Linked DNA regions of Sus scrofa: regions 2 and 3 are each linked to region 1. A link is a contact called in public Hi-C and HiChIP or PLAC-seq data. All regions are on one chromosome and are shown on one strand. Each heading gives the region's core, a stretch centred on a gene start, on an enhancer-like site or on the middle of the called end of the contact. The rest is flanking DNA. Distances are from core to core; before and after follow the strand shown. Region 1 has its middle 43 kb from the start of HLX. Region 2 overlaps LOC110255632 (a long non-coding RNA gene). Region 3 overlaps LOC110255633 (a long non-coding RNA gene).

Region 1 (3,427 bases), core at 495-2,994:
TGGAACATGAGCTGCATTAGAAAAGTGTGTAACCAAACTAAAAAATTTTTTAAAAACTTAAAAAAGAGGTACAAACTACTAATAAAAAATAAACAAGTTACAAAGATATGTTGTACAGCACAGGGACTAAAACCAGTATTTTATAATAATTATAACTGGAGCATAATCTATAAAATTTTGACTCAGTATGTTGCATACCTGAAACTGATGTAATATCGCAAGTCAACAATACCTCGAAAAAAGTAAGAAATTCTGGAAAACCTATTATTTCAAAAAAAAAAAACCCGCAAAATATAATGTCTACTAAAAACTCAAAAAAAAAAAAGAAAGAAAAAGAAAAGTGTATAACCAAGAATGTCTGCCTAGCAAATAAGTGACTTGTGCAGAAACTGTGGATGTTTATTCAAACACTGTGAGTTTTTATTATCCTATAATAATAGTTGTGTATTAATTATTATTAGCTTATTAGATGTGGCATTAAAACATTTAATCCCCGCAATTGTGCAGCCAAATAGTCTAGTCTTTCAAAATGGATGGACCACAACCACGGAAAGGCTGAGCACTAGTTTAGGACACGGTAGTAAGTGGTACTCATGCAAATGAAACGCTATGGAGGCGACTGGAGAATAAGCCAGGAGGTCTCCATATATCCATATGACACTCATCCCTTCATTCATTTCATAATTAGCTTTTGAACATCTGCTATGTATCTGGAAGCATTTACCACAGTGAGTAAAGCTAAGTCCCTGCCCTCATGGAATTTACACCTAGTGTGTGTGACCCCATCACCTTTAGTCCCCAAGACCCCAAGAGTGTATCATCCTAGGTTTCCAGGAGTTTTTATTAATGCGCTTCTCCATGTCTCTTTTGCCAGTACTTGTGTGCTTATACTCTGCTTCTTGGCAACTTTGTCTCGTGTCTATAAATGTTCTGATACAAGTGTGTCCTGTCTCCATCAGGTCTGCCAAGTTTGAAGAATAAGAAAAGAACTTCCATGAATTTGGAACCCCACAAAGGACATACTATTCATCTTAGTTACAGTGGCAATTTGGCAGAGTAGAAAAAATGCAGACTAGGGCACTCAGCCTAACGTTCTTACTTCTTAGCCATATAGCCTTGGACAGGGTATTTCTTGAGCCTGTGTTTCTCCGATGACAATGAGCAAGTTCAGAGCGCCCGTGTTGCTCTAAATGCTGTAATTACACTAAGCCTTGGTGCAGAGCTCACCCAAAGTTAAGCTGCAGGGCTGGCGTGCTGGAGACACTCCGTAAGTAATGGACTTCCCTGCTACCTGACCTTCTCCTTTCATCGGCCACTTGTTAAATAAAGCCAACCCCTAGCAGCAGGTGGCCAAGCCAGTCAATCGATGCCTGCACATGGCATGGGGATCTGCTAATTGCTCCACAGGCTCCAAAATCTAAATTGGTAAGGTGGCTCAGCTGCCAAGGACACCAAGTTTTCCTCTGTGCCTCCAGCTGCCCGCAGCCCCGCTCCTGAGAATTCCAGTGAAAACTCTCATTCTCTGGAGACAGCTCAGCAGTGCGCACTGTTTAAAAATAAGTCACTTGGACCCTGACCTGACATTTAGGAGGAAACAGAAGACAGTTAGTGCCCTCTTTGATTTCTTTACCATCAAGAAAAAAAAAAAATGAAACGAGGGGGATTTTGACACTTGTCTCATGATTCAGCTTCTCAGCTGTCACCCTGACTGTTCCCGGACTACGCGTGAGGTGAACGGAGGGCCTGAGAAGAGGCAAGGAATCTCAAGAAAACGTCAAGCTCCACTATGTATTCGGGTGGCAGAGCACGGTATAGACTCACTGTCATGAATTAAATCATGAGTATTACTATTTCTGCATAGACAAATGTGTGCTGAGGTTTTTTCCCACATAATCAACTGAGTCTCCCAGCAACTCAAAAAAGAAAAAGAAAAAAACAAAACAAAACAAAAAAACACATCTGCTCTTGTGAGCTCTCTCATCACAGATGTCCTTCCTGAGTTTTAAACCACGGCATCGGCCTGGGCTTCCTGCTAGGAAGTATGGGTAACTTAGCATGTGTTGGGGAAGAGCCTGAGCACATATTTTTTCCTTTGCCATTCTAGAAGCATGGCGTGGAACCCATACATCAAAGCCTCACCATGTCCCTGGCACATCCTCTCCTAGCTGCTGGACCTGTAGTGGTTGAATGTAGCCGAATGGAGTGGAGACGTGGAGGAGGGAGGGAGGGAGGGGAAACAGATGGAGAGAGAAAGCTCCCCCCACCCCACCCCGCCCCCAAGGGCCCCTGTCTATGGAGCTGTGTCCTCTTAAAGAAAAAGAGTAGTGTCCAGAATCCCCAGAGGCCGGGGATCGAACCTGCATCCTCATGGGTACTAGTCAGATGCATTACCTCGGAGCCACAGCAGGTACTCCAACTATGACATTTAGACTGGATAAGCAATGAGGTCCTGCTGTACTGCACAGGGAGCTCTCTCCAATCTCTTGGGATAGACCATGATGGAAGCTAACATAAGAACAAGAAGGTATATATGTGTATGACTGGGTCACCGTGCTGTACAGCAGAAATTGACTCAACCCTGTAAATCAGCTATACCCAAATACAAATAAATTATATTTTAAAAGAAAATATCTCAGAAGTCACTTGTTTTTGAATGGCGCTGTGTTAGGTAGCATTACATGGACATGCCCGTTTTGTCAGAACATTCGGGTATAATGGGAAGTAGGGCTCAGTTCGGCCCCACTGGAATAAAACCACAAAGCAAGGTATTCACAGAGGGCAAAAGATGTGGGCAGCACAAGTCAGGATATTCGGAGTTACTTTCCACCTCCCTCACCTCACCCAGGCCAGCACATGAAGACATGGCTCTCATGGAGTTCCCGCCGTGGCACAGTGGTTAATGAATCCAACTAGGAACCATGAGGCTGCGGGTTCAATCCCTAGCCTTGCTCAGTGGGTTAAGGATCTGGCATTGCTGTGAGCTGTGGTGTAGGTTGCAGATGCGGCTTGGATCCCACATTGCTGTGGCTCTGGCGTCGGCTGGCAGCTACAGCTGCAATTGACCCCTAGCCTGGGAACCTCCATTTGCCGTGACTGAGGCCCTAGAACAGGCAAAAAGACCAAAAAAAAAAAAAAAGACATGGCTCTCAGCATCCCCTTACGACCTTAGCTTAGGTTCTCATGTGCAAAGAGTCAGAACTTTCCATGCACCTGTGAGGAGAGGGGCTGTGGTCCAGAAGGCCTAAAGGAAGGTCGGTGGTCTCAGGGTCCCTCTCCTCTGGCTTCCCCCACATCTTCCATGATTCCTGCTAGTAAGGGATTCATTTCATTCTTCTTGGACTAAAGTATGTTTTTTTCTCTTTGACTTTAAAATGTAAGCAGCTCTGGAGTTCCCTTTGTGGCTCAGCGGTGACAAACCCAACTAGAA
Region 2 (3,219 bases), core at 25-2,524, 290 kb before region 1:
GTTCATTCACTTACCTTTCTAGTCACTCCCCTCATAGAAACACAAGCTCTGTGACAGCTGGGACCCAATTCATCACTTTCAGCTCTGTATTGCCAGCAACTACACAATGTCTGCCACAGAGTAAATGTTCAGCAGATAGCTGTTGAATGAATTCATGAACCCGTGTGTGTTAGTCTGGGGGCCCTAACAAAATACAGAGGCTGGTGGTTTAGACGAGAAGGAACGAGAGGAAACTTAAGATCGATGTGCTAGCAGGTTTGGTTTCACCTGAGCCTCTCTCCTTGGCTGGAAGATGGTCTGTCTCTGGATGACTTTCACGTGCCCCCCCCCCTCTGTCCTTGGGCATCACTAGGACTTCTCAGTCTGTGTCCCAGTCCTTCTTCTCATAAGGACATCTGTCACATTGGATCAGGACCCCACCTTAATGGCCTCATTCTAACTCACCTCTTCCAATCTTACCTCCAAATACAGTTACATTCTCGTGCGCTGGGGGTTGGGACCTCAGTATGTGAATCTGGGGGTCACAGCAGGAAGCTCATAAGACCATGAAAGGTCTTTCCCTTCTGGTCTTTCATGTGCTTTCAGTGTGGAAGGCAGGGATCCCTCCAAGCTCAAGAAAGCCTTTAACCAATAGCCTGGACCGGCTGGTCATCAAATGTTTCCAAGGACCTAGGCTGAGGGCAATGCGGCCTTTGGTTAGATTCCCATTCACCTGAAGCATGAAGAAGGGGTTTTCTAGAGATGCTTCTGATGCCAACAAGGAGCAGCATCCCCGCCCCAGTCAGTGGTGGTCTCCCAGGCTGGGCTCTGTAGCTCTTTGCTGCTGGGTGGCTCTCTGTGTGCTTGACTGTCTCTGAAATGGGTGGAGTCAGCTCAGTAAGCAATGAGAAGCTGTAAGGGGCACACAGCGAAGGAGCTGCCCTGCCGGTGGCAGGGAGGAGAGGCTGGCAGGATGCCATCAGCTGATCAGCCCACACCGTCTGCAGCTGTCTGGGGTCGGATTTCCAAATCCTCTGCTCTGGCCTGGGCTGCAGGAACTGAGCTGCCAGACCAGGCCTGGTAATTACCCCCGACTCATCCTCGCCTTCTCTGTCTATGTCCTAATTGAGGTTTAATGGCTTTGGTCACAGGAGGGTACTTTTCCTGCCTCTCTAGACTTAGATTCTTTCATCTGTGCATCCAGCCAATTAGTTTAGCATCTGGGATAATTGACGGAAGTCAGGCCTGAACTGAGTGGAATTCCCAGGCCAGACAGGTCTCTGTGGTTGCGGTTGGTGGTGTGGGGGGTGGGTTGCAGTGTACCTGGGATGCAGTTTAGAAGGTGACGACTGAGGTAGAGACGGGCAAGCCGGAGCATCTGAGGCATGTTTGATTGAAGCTGCACTTAATCTTTTTTTTTTTTTTTGGTCTTTTTGCCATTTCTGGGGCTGCTCCTGCGGCACATGGAGGTTCCCAGGCTAGGGGTCTCATCAGAGCTGTAGGCACCGGCCTACGCCAGAGCCACAGCAATGCAGAATCCGAGCTGAGTCTGCGACCTACACCACAGCTCACAGCAACGCCAGATCCTTAACCCACTGAGCAAGGTCAGGGATGGAACCCGCAACCTCATGGTTCCTAGTCGGATTCGTTATCCACTGCGCCACGACGGGAACTCCTGCACTGAATCTTGACTTACACCTTCTGCTTCTGTCTTAAAGGCTTCTTCTACTTGATAAGCAATAGATTCACTACAGCAAATTGGGTATGAGGACTCATTTGTGTCTCCTTCAATTTTATCCTTTTAGCATAATTTATAACTCATTTAGACACAATTCAGAGACCTAATTATCCCACTGAGTGGGGTTTCTTTTTGTGATTCTTTACCGTCATTATTCTGACCTCTTGCCTTTCCCTTTGGCCACTCGCTGCTCAGCTGCCCAGTCCCCAGCCACAGCAAAGGCAGTTCCACTAAACAGCTTGCTCAAAATTCGATGAACGGAACCCAAGACTTGGAGACAGCAAACGCCACATGGAAGACTTGGAGGCAGAGACCATCAGCTCCGAAGTTTTCTTGCCTGCACGGCAGGCAGACCTGTGAAACACTTGACCTCCCAGGACCTCTGGATCCCCTGTGATACATGGAGATGTCTTAGTCACCAGCAAGCACACTACGTTAGGGATTCAGGCCAGCCTGCTGACTCCCTTTATTTGAGTTGGAGTGGATCCACCCCAGAGGCAGGCAGCAGCTTGGGAGATGGATTATTGCTGGGTAAAGTGATACCCGGCAGCCAACTCCTGACGAGACGTCAGTTCTGCCCTAGGCTCTAGAACCCACACTGTGGGTTTAAGCAACCCCTAAAATAGTCCCAGCGAAAGTAAGACGATGATCGGCAATAGAACTTGGCTGTGGGGCAACTGGTTCACTCCGGGAGACGCTAACCTGCAGAAATACTGTTTTAAGAGGGGGAAGGTGTGCTGGCTGGTTGAATCGTTGGGTGATGACCCAGTTCTCGACAGAAAAAGGAAGTCGTGGGTGGGTTTTGGAAAGTCTTTGAATGAGCGGGTCCTCTGCTGATTCATATATTTCACATGTGAGCCCAAAGTGGCCATCCCAGAGGTCATGTTACAGGAAGAAAGTAACAAACATGCATACGTTTCCCTTTTAATATTCAGACATAGATAAATAAAAAACCATAAGGGTCCTATAGTGAATTCATTTTTTTTGGGGGGGGGGGCGCTTCCCAAAGCACATGGAGGTTCCCAGGCTAGGGGTCTCATCGGAGCTATAGCCGCCGGCCTACACCAGACCCACAGCAACGCGGGATCCGAGCCGCATCTGCAACCTACAGCACAGCTCACAGCAACACCGGATCCTTAACCCACTGAGCAAGGCCAGGGATCGAACCTGCAACCTCATGGTTCCTAGTCGGATTCACTAACCACTGCGCCACGATGGGAACTCCATATAGTGAATTCTTGAAAAGATCATTCCAGTCAAGCAACCTGCAAATACTTCCCCATCTGTTCCAGTGCCCTCGGGGTCTACAGAACAAATGAAGAAGGGTAAGACGCCAATGATGTGTTTGTAACATCCTTGAGAAGAAAAGTGTAGTATGATAGAAAAAAATAGCACAAGTTACAGAACCAGTCAGGGTCAATTAAATGTTAAATTTCATAATTTGTGGCAAATGTACTCTAAGGAGTTCAGGATGGAGAGAGAGACGAAGATCACGGCCAACA
Region 3 (3,221 bases), core at 436-2,935, 410 kb before region 1:
TGTTGTCTGCAATGAAGTTTTTTTAAAAAGTCAGATAAACAGGTGTTTTCGTGTGTCAGACTCACAGGTGTGTTACTTGTGACCTGAACTGGGCTATTACGTACCACGCTGTGTGTGGCCTCTGCTACCTACCCAGCGTCTGAAGAAATATGAATCCTGAAATACATTTACGCATAAGGGCTTCGGGAGGAGGGAGGATTGCTATCTGAAATTTCAATGTTTCTCGTTGTGGCTTCAGGAAACCTCTTCCTCAGGCCTCTCCTACTCTTTTCGAAAGTCCTTGCTACCGTGCCTGAGGGTGGGAGGTGGGGACATCGCCCACAGAGCTTCATTCCCCCGGAGTGATGCGTCTTCTCTTGTAACACAGGAGGATTTATGACACCTTTTCCCATCTTCTTTGTGGTAGTAAATAAAAAATGGAACTCCTGCCATGGGGCAAAAGGATCGGTGGTGTCTTAGGAGCACTGAGATGCAGGTTCGATCCCCAGCCCCGCACAGTGGGCTAGGAGCTGGTGTGGCTGCAGCGGTGGTGGTGGAGGTGGCAGCTGCAGCTCAGCTCCGATACCTGGCCTGGGGCGGCCAAAAAAGGGAAAATGGAGCAGTCGGCCTCTGACTATCAGAGAAGGCCTTTATTTCCGAGTTACGGCGTGTACGGGTACGTGTGTGTGATTTAGAAACAGGATGGTGGACCCAGGGCGGGATGCTGTGTGTCCATGAGGGCCCCCCTGAAACACGTGTGATGCGACTTGAAACTGCCTGGCACACAGCAAAAGCCTGATAAAGTTGGACCAAGGCCATCCTGACCACACAGCTTGTCATTTCAGGAGCAGCAGTGCCTGGGATTTTCTCTGAGGAAGTCAGCTGAGAAATCAGCAGATGCAGGAGAAATCAGAGACCCCCCCAGCCCTTCCCTGTGTCACGTAACAGACTCCCTGGTCCAACCTGAAGACGCACTGCGTCTTTCCTCCTCCCTTCCTCCTACAAAGATGACAATGAGGGCCCATGATTTGATCCCATCCTCTGTCTGAAATCAAGTACATGCCGAGGAAATTCAGGGACTACTCTCAGTAGGCTTCTAGAAGCTTATCTCCAGACTTAAAAATTAAAGAGAACAAAACTAGGAGCTAGGAGCAACCAGAAAGAGGGATTGGCTTTCCGTGTCTTTCAGTTACGTGTTTTTCTCTTGGGGGGATTCGATTTGGAGAAAAACACTTGGATGGAGGCAGGATCAGCTCAGGGGCAGGGCCATATTTAGAAGCTCGACATGCTTGTTTTTTTGTGTGTGTTTTTTTGTGGTGCCAAAGGAATCGACACTTCGTTTTTATTCCCCCAAAGAAAACAGAAGCTCATTATCCTGACAGAGGAAGTCCAGAACTTTTTAGGTGGAGATTAAACTTTACTCTCAAACACTGAGGCTCCTGTTCAGCTTCTTGGTTGAGCGATTTTAGTAGCTTTTAAAAATGGTTAGCATGCTCCGTTGCTCAGCTTTCTAAATAATTTAGAGAACTTGTGACCCGGAGCTTTCATGGAGCTGATGTAACTGTTCTGGAAATCTCTTGACTTGAACTTGAGACTCACTTTCCTACAGCTGCAGTATGTCCACGGTCAACAGCAGTCTGTACCCAGAAAGAGGAGGGGAAATGGGGGTGGGAGGTGGAGGGGGAGCCGTCCTCAAAGAATTCTGTCCTGGCCTGCAGTTCTACACATTCACCACCAGGTGTCTGTCTTCACACGAGCAGTCTTGCTGGGGTGAGGCACCACTTGACTGCCAGATTGTTTTTAAAACTAAAGCAATTTTCTAGATGTTGCTGCAAGTGGGTATAAATGTGCACATATAAAATGAAGTCTCAGAGCCAAAGGAATAATTTTCAGTCCCTCATCTAAGTAGGAGTAATCATTCTCTCCTTGTGTTTATCTTCTGATGTCTGGGAGAACAAATTAAGGCAGTTCAGTGGCCAATGATTTGGAAAATGGTGAAAAAAAAAAAAAAAAAAAAAAAAAGACTTGTCCTCTTCCAAAACCTCGTCTGGTGTTTGTAAAATTCAATGTTCTTAGTGTGCAAACAGGTTTATGCTCCCAGAAATCTTTCTTTTGTAAAAATAGACAAATTCTCTTCTCAGCTGGCTTCCTATTCTGGAGTGGGGCGTGATGGTTCAGTTTCTGCCTTAGCAGCATTTCAATTTCAACCCTTGGCTCTGAGATGGTTGAAAAATATCTCTCTTTTGAAGTGTAAAAATGAGATTTTATTTCTTTCTGCCCAGAATTGAGAGCGATAACTACCTAGTTACCTGATCTGGTAACTCTAGTGGGGTTGGGAAGGCATACATGATGCCCACGAGTCCATGCTCGGGAGGAAGTACTGCTCTTGCTGTCCCCTGATTGAGCAGGTTCATGGCTATCTCTTTAGGTACTTAGTTAGTCTGTTACACAGAAGATAATTACCATCAGAAATCCTCCCTCTTCACTCTTGCTGGACAAAACACGGATGTTTCTGAGAGCCCTAGATGTCCTTGTCTCTGCTTTAGTGAAATTACACATCCATGAGAGTAAAACAGTCAGCTAGTCCAGGAGAGGTACTTTATGGGAAAGAACTGTGCTATCTTAATATAGCCGCTTCAGTGGGGTGTTGGGAGGGAACGGAGATAAACATACTGTATATCAAAGCACAGTGCTGAATCCAAAACTTCCTTTTCTGTCATTGCTGTTCATTTTTGCTTGGTTTTATTATTTTTGATATCTTTGGGACATTCAAATTAGTTTCTCAAGTGACTAGACACATAAAGGTATTTGGAACAGGAGCAAAACAAGCCCTCAGCCCTCACCAATGCTGGTGGTCTGTCATTTCTAGACCCTCAAATATTTTTAGATATATTGATTACAGCTCTGTTTCCTTCCAACTTTTGTGTTTAATAACACAATTACCTATGCCATTTGTTACTAATATGACCAATGTTTATTTACTGCCTACTGTGAACTTCATGCTGAGGATAAAATAACAGTCCACTCTGGAGTTCCTGTTGTGGCTCAGTGGGTTAAGAACCTGACTAGTATCCATGAGGATGCAGGTTCGATCCCTGGCCTTGCTCCCTGGGTTAAAGATCTGGTGTTGCTGCACATTGAAGCGTGGGTCATAGGTGTGGCTCTGCTCCAGTGTTGCTGTGGCTGTGGTGTAGGCTGGCAACTGCATCTCTGATTTAATCTCTAGCCAGAAACTTCCAAAT

Evidence for each region. Hi-C and Micro-C count contacts between places; a contact is called where the count stands out from the background. HiChIP or PLAC-seq counts read pairs in DNA pulled down with a chosen protein or histone mark.
Region 2: a Hi-C map of skeletal muscle shows a contact between it and region 1, with 6 times the contacts expected there. The contact joins two enhancer-like sites. A contact is called at or near these places in 1 of 47 Hi-C or Micro-C datasets (skeletal muscle) and 1 of 2 datasets of contacts at active chromatin or transcription factors (skeletal muscle).
Region 3: a contact with region 1 is called in an H3K27ac HiChIP or PLAC-seq map of skeletal muscle, with 5 times the contacts expected there. The contact joins two enhancer-like sites. A contact is called at or near these places in 1 of 47 Hi-C or Micro-C datasets (fetal skeletal muscle) and 1 of 2 datasets of contacts at active chromatin or transcription factors (skeletal muscle).

The regions. Positions count from the first base shown.
Region 1 is chr10:10,304,733-10,308,159 of Sscrofa11.1, reverse strand. No RefSeq gene overlaps it. Among named protein-coding and RNA genes, the nearest start is that of HLX, 43 kb to the right of the region's middle. Within about 2 kb of position 1,744, at least 1 of the 83 cell types and tissues checked has an H3K27ac peak or open chromatin away from gene starts, as enhancers often do. A contact at or near this core is called in skeletal muscle, where this site is marked.
Region 2 is chr10:10,598,601-10,601,819 of Sscrofa11.1, reverse strand. It overlaps LOC110255632 (a long non-coding RNA gene), which reads left to right. Exons shown (of 2, transcript XR_002336202.1): 2 at 1,913-2,684. Among named protein-coding and RNA genes, the nearest start is that of DUSP10, 310 kb to the left of the region's middle. Within about 2 kb of position 1,274, at least 2 of the 83 cell types and tissues checked have an H3K27ac peak or open chromatin away from gene starts, as enhancers often do. A contact at or near this core is called in skeletal muscle, where this site is marked.
Region 3 is chr10:10,714,570-10,717,790 of Sscrofa11.1, reverse strand. All of the region lies in intron 1 of LOC110255633 (a long non-coding RNA gene), which reads right to left. Among named protein-coding and RNA genes, the nearest start is that of DUSP10, 190 kb to the left of the region's middle. Within about 2 kb of position 1,685, at least 24 of the 83 cell types and tissues checked have an H3K27ac peak or open chromatin away from gene starts, as enhancers often do. A contact at or near this core is called in skeletal muscle, where this site is marked.